Linked DNA regions of Mus musculus: region 2 is linked to region 1. A link is a contact called in public promoter capture Hi-C data. All regions are on one chromosome and are shown on one strand. Each heading gives the region's core, a stretch centred on a gene start, on an enhancer-like site or on the middle of the called end of the contact. The rest is flanking DNA. Distances are from core to core; before and after follow the strand shown.

Region 1 (5,940 bases), core at 241-2,740:
TATTAGAATTTATCAAGCTAGAGAATGAAACCTATATATGCATCCCTATTGCTTCCTGAGATCCTGTATGTCCTCCCCCTCCCACCAAAAACATCCTAAAGGGATAACAGGAAGGAAGGAAGGAAGGAAGGAAGGAAGGAAGGAAGGAAGGAAGGAAGGAAGGAAGGAAAGAAGGCAGGCAGGCAGGCAGGCAGGCAGGCAGGCACAGGGACAAGAAAATAGAGAAAGTGAGTCTTCAGGAAACACTGGAGACTGAAAACCCACCTAGGAGACCTGGAGGCTGACCACAGAGAAAGCAAAGCTGGCACCTGAGTCACATGAAAGCTGTACCTTCCTGGTACCATTAGGATGTTACAAGAACAGCTAATGGGGTCTAAGCACTGAGGGCTGCTTCAATGTCTTATTTCTGAGAGAGCCATCAGATCCCTGCCAGAGCTCACACCCTGCTACTCCCCGCTCAAGCCTACAGGCTTGGCGCTTGCAACTCAAAGCAGGCCAGCTCAAGGTCAGGGCCCTCGCACGGCAGTAGCAGTGCTGGGGAGACAGGGAAGAAGCTGCTGCTACACTGCTGGACGTTCTGACGCTCAGCACCTCCTCCCACCAAGTACAGTGACAGAAAAGCAATGAAAATGCAGCTCCCCCAGTGATGCTCCTTCCCCTCAGGCAATGATTGGGGACATGCATAATGCATAATGCATGGGGAGGTGCATAATGCATCAACCATCCATCGAGTACAGTCTCTTCTCTAATTACTTCCTACTGTCAATTATCAACAAGAGTATGCGGAGTGTGATAGTACCGATCATTTTGTTCTTGTCTTTATTTCCCTTCTGTGTGTCTGTGGTGCATATATATAGGGTGGGCGATGATGTCGCCTTGGAGGCCTGTGTGGAGGCCAGACACTGGCACCGGGTGTCCTCCACTTGCTCTCCACTTTACTTCTGAGACAGCTGCTCACTGATCCTGGAGCTGTTTTGGCTAGACTGTCTGGAAAGCCATCCCTAGGATCCAGCTGCCTTACAGGTATGTGATAACATGTCTGCCTTTCTCTTACATGGGTGCTGGGGATTCAAAGTCAAGTTCTCATGCTTGTGTAAGCAAGCATATTTACTTACTGAGCCATCTCCCCTGCCCCTACACAGTATGAGAACACTCTGCTAATTAAGGTCAAAGTCCATAATGACCAGATAGCTTCTGGGCTCCGAGAAATATGAGAGACTCCGTTCATTAGCAGGGATTCTCCTCTGAAATTGCCTGGGGAATTCTAAGTCCCCACATAAGACTCTACCTGAGAAATGGCATGTAGCTTCAATTAGATTACCGGATCAGCTCCTTTCTCCTGATAGAACCTGTTCAGCCAGTGCCTAAGATTCTCGAAATGCTTCCCCACACTAATGAGGCATTTCAGGTACCCTAAGCCCTCAGCCAATGACCTCTGCCCCTCCTGGATATTCCTACTCTCAATCCCCCAAAACTTTATTACCCTTGAGCCACCCAAAGTAAAGCTGATGTGGCTCCCGATAGCTGGTCCCAGTGTGGTCATTCGCCGTAAGTACTCGTGGGGCTTCCAAACCCACATCTGTTGTTGGCTCTGCTCCCACTGCCCTTGTGGACCATCAGGCAATGATCCAAGAGAGTGAGGAGACCCACATACGGTATTTTGTAATATGCAATATAATACATAAATCCCTATGTTGCTAGATAAAGCCATCATTTTAAAAGAACTTGTATATTTGCCAGGCACAGCGGTTTTTACCTTTAATGCCAGCACTTGGGAGGCAAAGGCATGAGGATCTCTGTAAGTTTGAGGCCAGCCTGGTCTACATAACAAGTTATAGAATGGCCAGGGCTACATAGAGAGACCCTGACTCAAAACAACAAGACCAAAAACCTCCTACTCACACACAAAACACTGAAACACATAATATAAGAATAAAGAAATCAGCCAGGCAGTGGTGGCACAAGCCTTTAATCTCAGCACTTGGGAGGCAGAGGCAGAGGCAGGCGGATTTCTGAGTTCAAGACCAGCCTGGTCTACAGAGTGAGTTCCAGGACAGCCAGAGCTATACAGAGAAACCCTGTCTCAAAAACACACACAGAAAGAAAGAAAGAAAGAAAGAAAGAAAGAAAGAAAGGAGGGAGGGAGGGAGGGAGGGAGGGAGGGAAGAAAGGAAGAAAGGAAGAAAGGAAGAAAGAAAGGAAGAAAGAAAGAAAGAAAGAAAGAAAGAAAGAAAGCCAGCCAGCCTCTGCAGATTTAAGAGGCAAGGACACTGGTGACACAGGCACAGCCGTGTGCATGAGAGGCACTGCCCCCTGCAGGGGACGATAGCTAGCACAGAAGCACAGCCTGGTTTCTGATTTCTCTTTTCTAATAACCATACATTCCTTTATAACACAGAAAGAAGGGAGGATGACAGAGAAGAGAGAGAAAGAAGGAAACTGAAATAAGAAGCTGGGCTAGCAAGATGGCTCAGTGGGTGACTACTGAAGTCACTCTTAGGACCCACATGGTAGAGGGAGAGACCCAACTCCCTGCAGCTATGCTCTGACTTCCAGATGTGGTCTTTATAACACAAGCTGTGTCCACACACATTTATAGCACAAGATTAACACATGAATAAATGTAAAAAAAATAAAACAAATCAATGAAAGACAAAACTACATTACTGTCAAGTAAACACAGCTTCTAGGTTTTTCAAAGCTTGTCTTAACTACCAATCGTATTGCTCCTGACAATGGCATTCTACAGCAATACAACACTCAGGGTGGTGTTACTCTACTGGAACATTACCTGCTTTAACTCTGCAACTTGCTCGGGATCTCTGGGAGGACATGTTGCTGAAGCCTGTTCACTCATGCCAGACGCTTGCGAAGATTTCTACAATTAGCATAGAAATAAACTGAAATTAAACCTGGAAAGAAAGGGAGTCAGAGCAGAGGTTCACGCTCACAGTCAGACCTTACAGAAGCTCACTAAGGACTGCACATAAAGACTTGAATTTTTATATGTAAGATTCTATTTCAATAGAGCGCTGTCTACAGCTCTCCACAGCCTCAGAAGTTACACTCAGACCAGGTGACTCACAAGCCTGCCAAAGGGATGTTGATTCCCGAGACTCACAGGCAAAGGAGAGAATCAACTCCTGAAAACTGTCCTTGACCTCCACTCTGTGGCTTGAGTGCCCATGTCTGCACACACACACTAACCTCAAACAAAACAAACCAAATAAACAAATGTCTCTAAAACTACACTATCGCTATTTTTAAAAGAAATAATCCCCATCAATAAGAAAATAAATAAACAAACAATAAAAACCAAGCTGAGTGTGGCGGCTCAAGCAGATTACGCAGTAAGTTCCAGGGAAACCAAGGCTGCATAGAGAGCCCTGTCTCAGGAGAGCTGGTGCAGAGGCACACACTCTCAATCCCAGCATCCAGGGGGCGGAGGGAGGCAGAGCTCTGTGAGTTCAAGGCTAGCAAGGTCTAGACACCACAGTGGGTTTTGAAGCATTAAGCCAGGCATGGGGTATAGCACTTGTAGAGTAAAGAAAGGCAGGAGGATCAGGAATTCAAGATCACCCTGAGATGGCTGAGCCTGTCGTCAACAACAACACGAGCAACAACAAACCACACAGGGATGGCTATGCTATGGTGGTACCTAACTTTCAATTCAGCTCTCAGAAAATCTGAGTTCAAGGCCAGCCTCATCTACATAATTAGTTCCAGACCAGCCAGAGCTACACTGTAAGACCCTGCCTTAAAACAAAACAAATTGGGCTGGAGAGATGGCTCAGCGTTTAAGAGTACTGATTGCTTATCCAGAGGTCCTGAGTTAATTCCCAGCAACCACATGGTGGCTCACAACCATCTGTAAAGGGATCTGGTGTGTCTGAAGAGAGTGACAGTGTACTCACATACATAAAATAAATAAATACATACATACATCTTTTAAAAAAAGAACAAATAACAAACCCAGAAAAAGCAAGCAAGTAAGATGATGAGAATTACTCTTGGTCACTTATTTACATTTCTTTTTTAACATTTACTTACCAAATTTTCAATCAATGAGTCCTTTTCAGCTAGCTGGCCTTGTAAGAGCGCCTGCTGACTTTTTAACTCTTCTATCTCTTCCCTCAGCCGACTGATTTCTTCCGGCTGAATGCCATTCACCTGAGCCCCGTCACCGTGGGAACCTTGATGGTGATTGTCTTTTCCTGTTAAACATCACAACAGTGGGGAAAGCTGACGTGAATCCAACTTCTCATCATCAGGACTAGAAGGCTACAATACAAGATCACCTAAGACCCCAGAGAAGGTCCCCTAACTGGGAAACTGGCAGGGCGCTCCTGATGGCAGAGGTGCAGATTGGTTCAAGGCTCCTGATTAAACTGTATGGTTTGGTGATTATGACTGTGAATTACGGCAGCTTTAATTCCAATTCTGACAATAAGCGTAAGAGAAGTCAAATCCATTTAAAAAGTTTTCCAGAGGAATAGCTATCCACATGGGTTAACTGGCCAAAAAATTATTGTCATAAAGAAAGAAAAATTTGTTTCTGAAAATGTTAGTTACTAACTTCTTACTCTTCGGTACCTGGCATTATCATCATCACAAGGCCTGCAAGATGATGCTCTCTGCAAACATGCGGGCTTGCAGTATGGCTTTCTGTACAGCACCACTCCCACACACACAGAGGCCAGGGTTGGAGCCCCAGCACCCAGAAAGAAAGTGACAGGAATGGAAATCCTTTTTTTCTCTCCTGGTATCCTACACCTGAGGACACAGCCGGTGGACAGGAGGCCACAGGCACTGAAGACATGGTGCTAAGAGGGCTGGAGCCCTTTCCTTCTGCCTTTTACATAACGGGGCACAGGACAGCACACCGGGTCTCCACAAAGAGAAGGGAGGGTTTAGCAAGTCAGGCTCAGACCTAGCGGCACCCAAACGCCCACACACAACCACAGACAACAATGACATCTGAGAAAACGCCCCTTCAAAATGGAGGAATGTGAATTCTTGCCTATCTACCTGGGAATAAATTAGAGTTTTACATATCTATTATTTTACTTATTTTTCAGATGACATAATGCTATTATTTCAATTCTGAAGCAACTGAAATAGTATATCAGTCAATCTCAAATAGCCCATGGGATATAGTGTGTTGCCAGGAGTCAGCAATCACTGGATCAGCCAATAAGCAAGAAGATGGAGAGTGGACTTTCTATTGGAATGATCTGGTCTCAGCTACTCAGTTACAAGCCATCCTGCACTAAGTTCTAACTTACATATTCCTCACAGTGATCACGGTTGAGAACAAGCAGGGCACAGAGAATCTCCTTCCAGCTCCTGAGGACAGAGTGAGGCAGACACTCACCGAGCTGAACTTTGAGGAGATTGTACTGGTCCTTGTGCTGCTGAATCTGAGATGCCTGCTGGGTGACTGCTGTCTGTAGCTGCTCGTTCTGACACTTCAGGGTGGAGACTTGCTGTTTCAGTTCCTCCAGTTGTAGGTCCTGTGAAACAGACACGAGTCAGATGTTCTCACTGCATACACCAGGCACACAATAATTAAATACATGGGCTTTTAAAAAATCAGTATGCTAAACTACTCAACACGCCCCAAATCAATAGTGAAGCATGAAGACTTGAACGTGTGCGAAGCTGATCATCATGTGGGGGCTTCAAGCAGGGCTCTGCAGGCCAGCACCACAGCACCACAGCCTGCTGCTCACTTGCTCTGCACTCACCAGCACCACACCACTGCAGCACCGCAGCCTGCTGCTCACTCACTCTGAGGCCATGACACCATTACAGAAATATCTACCAAACTACGTATGAAACTTAGTGAATGAAGATACACTTATGCAGCCATAGGATTTAAATTTATCACGTTTACTTGTTTTTTGTGCATGGGCACATGAGAGGAAGTCAGAGGAGAAT
Region 2 (6,400 bases), core at 3,749-6,248, 81 kb before region 1:
TGATACATGGCCACTCTTCCTACGAGAAGGTGGGAAGTCGGGCTCTTGACCTCTGACTGCACAGTCATTCCAAGAGAACTGGGCTGCTTTCTAGCTAGGAGGACGTACATGGAACATGATTGGCGTCTGCCACAGCTTGTTAAATGACAGGAATAGATACAGCATCTCTAAACTATGGACAATATTGCGCACTCTAGTTAGGTGGAGTACTGGTTACATTCTTTTTGCTGTGATCAAATATCCGGGGAGAAGCAACTTAGGAAAAACTCACTTTGACTCCCAGTGTGAAGGGATACAACCTTTGTAGAGAGAGGCATGGCAGAAGGCAACTCCCTGGAGCCAGTGTGTGACTAAGGCTCCTCATCTCCACAGCCAGAAGCCAGAGCAAATGCCTGAAGCCCTCATTGGACCTCAGCCCAGGTCCCCCTGGCCAGCCTCCAGTTCCTAAAGTTCTGAACTCCAAAACCACCACTGCCAGCTCGTGAGGCTGTGGGGAACATTTGGTGCCCAGGTAACAATTGTTAGTGAACGTTATTTTAAGCTAAGAGGCAAGGCGGGATGTGTGGTGCCCACCTATAATCCCAGTACTCATGAGGCTGAGGTTGAAGGGATAGAGAATTTAAAGGTCAGCCTGGGCTACACACACCCTGTCTTAAAACATATACAGGAGATATAAACACTAGTAATGTAAGGGGGGGGTGTTTTTAAAGCAGCATATCTTTATATAGTATATGCAATATATTTAAATGTGTGGGACAGTAGACCGTGCCAGGACACTTGGTAAGGTTGAATGGGTCTGAGACCCCAGCACACAGGCATCCGCCTGAGATGATAGGCCATCTCCCTGCTCCCTACCAGGTTCCTGGCCCGGAACACACGCTACACTGGAATGTGTAGGAAACGTGACCTGTGGTCACAGAGTTCTCCGTGCTAATGAGGTATCTAGAGGTCCCGAGTGTTAAGCCAGTAAGCTTCCCTTCCTGGACATTCCTTCCTGCAAAAGGTATTTAGTCTCGGGTTCACCCTGAGAAGGTGGTATGCACCCATTTTCCACGATGAGCAGTCAATAAATGGTATGGATAAAGATGGAGCATGGAGAAAGCCTTTGACTGTGAGCTACAGCCTAAGTCTCCAGTAAAAGGCATCTCTGTGATCCCAGGCCAAGCTAAGGACAATCACCAAGGAACTAAGCCGGAGTTCTCACCCCCACCCACCCCTCCCAGGGCTCATTGGCCTCAGCCCCAGGACCCCTAACTCTGTCACTCCCCCACCCCCTCGTGGCCCAGTAGCACCTGAATGTCCAGGAGTTTGGAAGCTCCTGGTCCTAGGCTCTTCATTGCATTCTTGACTCTTCTGTGTGGTTTTCCAGCAGTGACTGGGTGCCTGGGAGTCAGGGAACCCCAGCCTTGGCCTCCCACATTTAGACTGCTTTTTCCCACCCCATGAGCAGTGTCTTGGCACTTCACCCTAGCGATGGGCCCACATAAATACATATATATGTAAATATATATATTCTATATATATATTAGATACTGCAGCTTTTTGTATTAGTCTCTAAAATTGGAATGTGTCTAATTTTTTTGCATCCATATGACATTATTAGCATATTGTTCTTGCTTGCACATTCACAAACTCAGTCTCAGATCTTCAGTTGTCACCTGTTAATATCACACAGGCATTAGCATCCAACCTTAGAGAATGGGGCTTAGTAGCTGGTAAGAAAATACAAGAAAAAATGATAAAACATTTTAAGCTATTGTCATAACAGACATAAAAGTACAAGTCCCAGGGTTGAGTATCTGAGCTTAGTGGGTAGAATGCTTCTGTAGCATATACAAACCCCTGGTTTCAGTTCCCAATACCACACAAGGGCTGGCATGGTTATACACTCCCATGTTCCCAGTACCTCACAGCAAGCCTGAAGGCTGCCTGGGGTACACAAGACCCCACTCAAAAAAAGTGTCACAACACTAAGGACACTTAAACTTAGCAAACTTTACAACCACATCACGGTATACACTAAGCAGGGAGCATGCAGTGTGGAGCCACAAGTAGTGAACTCCTAGATGCTGTTGGGTGCTGGACAGTCAGTGGTATGCATTTGGCAACTTGCTACCCTGGTGATGGAAGGCAGAAGCTCCGGAGTATAGACTGTAAATTCATAGCCTGCTCCGTCTATGAAGCAAGTTCCAGGTAGTATGGCTCTGTCTCGAAAGCAGAATTCCAAGGTGCAGTATATGTGTCCACCAATGCACACATGGAATCTCTGAGAAAGTCTTTCACTGAAACTGAAGCTCACTGATTGGCTAGGCCAGCCTGCTAATGGTCCCTGAAATCCACCTGTCTCTCCCTCACCTGCCACCCCAGCTCTGGGAATAGACATGAACATGTGTAGGGCAGGAGGAATGGCTAGAGATTGAAACTCAGGTTCTCATGCTTAAACATCAAGTGCTTTACCCACTGAGCTATCCTCCCTCCCCAGCCCATCCCCCAAAGCTCTTAGTGGCACAGAGGGTAGTGTGGAGGGGAACACATTGGTGTCTTCATCAACTCATATGCCAACAATTTGGGGAAATTATCCCAGAATGAAAAGAAGCTTAAGCTATATCTCAATTTTAATTTTTTAATGTACAAGAGTATATGTGTGTGTGTGTGTGTGTACTCTTCTACATATGTTATTTCTATAAAGTCTTAAGATTGTTCTTTGAGGGGCTGGTGAGATGGCTCAGTGGGTAAGAGCACCCGACTGCTCTTCCGAAGGTCCAGAGTTCAAATCCCAGCAACCACATGGTGGCTCACAACCATCCGTAACGAGATCTGACTCCCTCTTCTGGATTGTCTGAAGACAGCTACAATGTACTTACATATAATAAATAAATAAATCTTTAAAAAAAAAAAGATTGTTCTTTGAATGCAAACAGAGTACTGTTAAGAAAACAAGCCAATCTTTAAGTAACGGTGGTTTTCCCTTGAGGCACATACAGTCTTGGTGTTTCTTCTATAAATAAAACGGCCATGTGGAAATGGTTGCTGGATGTGAGTGGAAAGGATATATCTGAGTGACTTCTTTTTGCCTGCTTTGGACACTTTGGTAACTCGTATGTTAAGCATTTATATACATTTATATAAAGCATCCTTTGCAGAATCAGGAACAGCTCTAGTTCCGCATCAGCCAGAGGCAGTTGGAACAGGCCTGCTAATCCTAAATCAGCATCAAAGGGGCCTTAAAAGGAAATTGGGCCAAGTTGTAAAACAGAAAGGCAAAATGGGAACTGCCATTCCAGGAAGGGCTGCAAGAGTGGAAGTTTAAAGGAATCACTAGGGAAGGAAATTCGGAGTAAAAATACAGCTTCCTGTTTCAGGGGTACTGCACCTTTTTTTTTTTTAAGGTAAAAACATTTGAAAGATTTATTTATTTAATGTATATGAGTACCCTGTAGCAGACACTCCAGAAGAGGGCATTGGATTCCATTACAGATGTTTGTGAGCCACCATGTGATTGCTGGGATTTGAACTCAGGACCTCTGGAAGAGCAGTCAGTGCTCTTAGCCACTGAGCCATCTCTCCAGCCCAATAAAAACACTTTATAATCACGACTTTTTAACATACAAATATATAGAGCACAAGGAAACATTTACCAATCCAATGTTAATATCCTGGCTTTTTTGTTGCTTTTGTTTTATAAGTGAAAGCATGAGAGGCTGGCTTTCTGGCTCACGCCTGTAATCCCAGTACCCAGGGCTCAAGCGGGAGGAGCAGGAGGGTGGGGTCAGTCTGGGCTATGTTCTGCCTACAGAGAGGAAGTTCAGTATAAGAAGAGAACCAAAAAGTGGAACTGAAGCACTCACCATGACCCCTCCCTCAAGTGCTGCTAATCTCAGATGTGTGTGTGTGTGTGTGTGTGTGTGTGTGTGTGTGTGTGTGTGCGCGCGCGCACGCTCCTGTGTGTGTCTTCAGCACAGTATTATTTAGTATCTTAAAATTTGGCATAGAGTATCAGTTTGTGCTTTTGCTGACTGTAACTCAGCATTAGCATGTTTGTGTGTGTGTTGTGTGGCGGTGCACGTGTGTGTGTGTGCACATGGAGGCTAGAGGCTGACATGGGGGTCTTTGTTACTTTCCACTGCAGGCAGGGATTTTTTCCTGAGGCAGCGTTGCTCTCTCACTGAACATGCTGCTCACTTGACTTGGGTGAGCTGAATGTGCAGTTTAGCTCCATCCCAGCAAGAGGCCACTGGGGTGGACTAGCCCTGGGGTCCTTCGGCCTGCTCACTAGCTCCATCCTCATGGCTTGTTCGGCTTGCTTTCTTATAGAACCCAGGATCATCAGGCCAGGGATGGCGCCACCCACAAAGGGATGGGCCCACTCCCATCGATCGCTTATTGAGAAAATGTCTTACAGCTGGATCTCATGGAAGCATTGTCCTCAACCGAGGCGCCTCTCTGACGGCTCTAGCTTGTGTTGACACAGAACCATCCAGTACACCGGCGCTGGTTGAAACAGAGTCTGAACTTTAGGTGTTTAAGTACAGCGCAATTTTAGGGAAAAGACGTTTCCTGGTAACAATTATCTCAATCTCATGTGCACAGTAAAGCTTACGGCATCTTAAGGACCTTGGGCAGGATCGGGTGTGGTCTTGGGCATACATATTTCATAGAGTCATCAAACTACAAAGTGCATGTGACATCTTCCGTAAGGATAGGTTCTATTGACTGAGAAACAATGCTTACGAGTCTGGGAAGTCTAGGATAGAAGTATAGTCTAGGGGGTTCGGGTGAGGTCTGGCCCTACGTATAGCACAAATCACCAGGTTATTAAGTACAACCACTCCCGGCCTTTTACACAGAGATGTGATACTGCCTCTAGCTGTGAGTGAGAAGCAGGCTTAATCCCGCTGGGGCAGGAGGCGGTGTCAGTGCTTGGGTTCCTGACCGGGTGGAGCGCAGGCCCCGCCTTCAGTGCCAGCACCGCCCCAGGCCTCCCACTCCGCCTCCCCAGGACAGCAAAGATTCATTGGTCCGGTGGTGGCCTCAGAAGCCGGAGCTATGGGGACCCTAGCCACCAGGGCCGCGTGCCATGGGGCACACCTGGCCCTGGCTCTGTTGCTGCTACTGTCGCTGTCCGGTCCCTGGCTGTCGGCTGTCGTCCCCGGGACTCCGCCTCTCTTCAACGTCAGTCTGGACGCGGCCCCGGAGCAGCGCTGGCTGCCGATGCTGCGGCACTACGACCCAGACTTCTTGCGCACCGCGGTGGCGCAGGTCATTGGGTGAGCGCGGGACTGGTCTGGTGAACTTGTAGTCAGGCTCTGCTCTTCCCTCGTTGCTGCACCTCTACCCTCTCACCGCTGCACCGCTGCCCTCCCCACTGCTCTGCGCAGCGCCCAGCGGGTGGCTGACCCAGCAAGGCCAGTTCGGCTCTCAAATTCGGAGCCTCCTGCGGCGCGCGCGTTTACCACACATTTTCCGGGTCAGGGTAACGCGCAAGGTGTCACCCAGTATGCTAAGCTGCAGCGTAGGGCATGCAGCCCAGGAAACTCCGCATCGTGGACCAGCCTGGCTGGCCTTACATGGAGGTTGGCACTGGAGGTAGTGGTGATTGCACTACCATTGGGTGTATCTCAGCCCTTATACTTTTCATTTCGAAAGTCTCGCTGGGAGTTTGACTATACATATATGAGTATATGGACAACATAAATTGGATTTGGTGGTTTGTTTTTGTTGTTGTTTTGTTTGTTTGTTTGTTTGAGGGGTAAGGCAAAGGTGGGAGGGTGGACTCGAGAGGAACGTGTGATCGGGTTGCATTGTATGAAATTCCCAAATAATGAATATAAATGTTATGATGTGAGAAAAAAAGAAAGAGATTCTCGCTGTGAAACATAAACTGCCCTTACAATCCTCCTGCCTCAGCCTCCTGAGTAGCTGGGATTACAGCCCTGCACTATCATGCCCACTTTATTCCCGCTGGTTTGAACGCTGGGAATGGAGCAGCTCTGAAAGTAATCTAGATTCCCAACATTCCTCCCGCCTCGTCCACGCATACGTGCACTGTCCATGCTCTGAGACGAGAAACAAACTTCGTACTTTTTCATTTCTAGCGACAGGGTTCCCCAGTGGGTACTCGGGATGGTCGGAGAAATTGTGTCGAAGGTGGAGAGCTTCCTGCCTCAGCCCTTCACCGACGAGATCCGCAGCATCTGTGACTCGCTCAACCTCAGCCTGGCTGACGGTATCTTGGTCAACCTGGCCTACGAGGCTTCCGCGTAAGTGCCCCGTGCTAGGTGGATTAAAGTCAACTAATTGCCACCTACTGGGGACTCCTGTCACCCATAATGAATGGAGGAGATATGTTCGCTTGGTGAAGATGAGATAATGACTGAAGTTTACATGTCACCTTAGGTTT

Evidence for each region. Promoter capture Hi-C pulls out the DNA fragments that hold promoters and counts their contacts.
Region 2: a promoter capture Hi-C map of liver shows a contact between it and region 1. The contact joins the promoter of Naaa here to the enhancer-like site in region 1. A contact is called at or near these places in 10 of 39 promoter capture datasets (the C10 cell line, the HPC-7 cell line, HPC-7-derived erythroid cells and 7 more), 1 of 15 datasets of contacts at CTCF or cohesin (the NIH/3T3 cell line), 44 of 484 Hi-C or Micro-C datasets (3T3-L1-derived adipocytes, the Ba/F3 cell line, the G1E-ER4 cell line and 26 more), 1 of 115 datasets of contacts at active chromatin or transcription factors (epiblast stem cells) and 3 of 9 other capture datasets (adipose tissue, liver and macrophages).

What each region holds. Positions count from the first base shown.
Region 1 is chr5:92,192,286-92,198,225 of GRCm38.p6, reverse strand. It overlaps Uso1 (USO1 vesicle docking factor), which reads right to left. Exons shown (of 24, transcript NM_019490.1): 18 at 5,375-5,513; 19 at 4,051-4,214; 20 at 2,792-2,878. Gm25290 (a small nucleolar RNA gene) reads right to left here and starts at 4,904; the gene lies at 4,761-4,904. Within about 2 kb of position 1,490, at least 27 of the 459 cell types and tissues checked have an H3K27ac peak or open chromatin away from gene starts, as enhancers often do. A contact at or near this core is called in liver, where this site is marked.
Region 2 is chr5:92,276,779-92,283,178 of GRCm38.p6, reverse strand. Naaa (N-acylethanolamine acid amidase) reads left to right here and starts at 4,998. Exons shown (of 11, transcript NM_025972.4): 1 at 4,998-5,267; 2 at 6,096-6,260. The coding sequence starts at 5,047.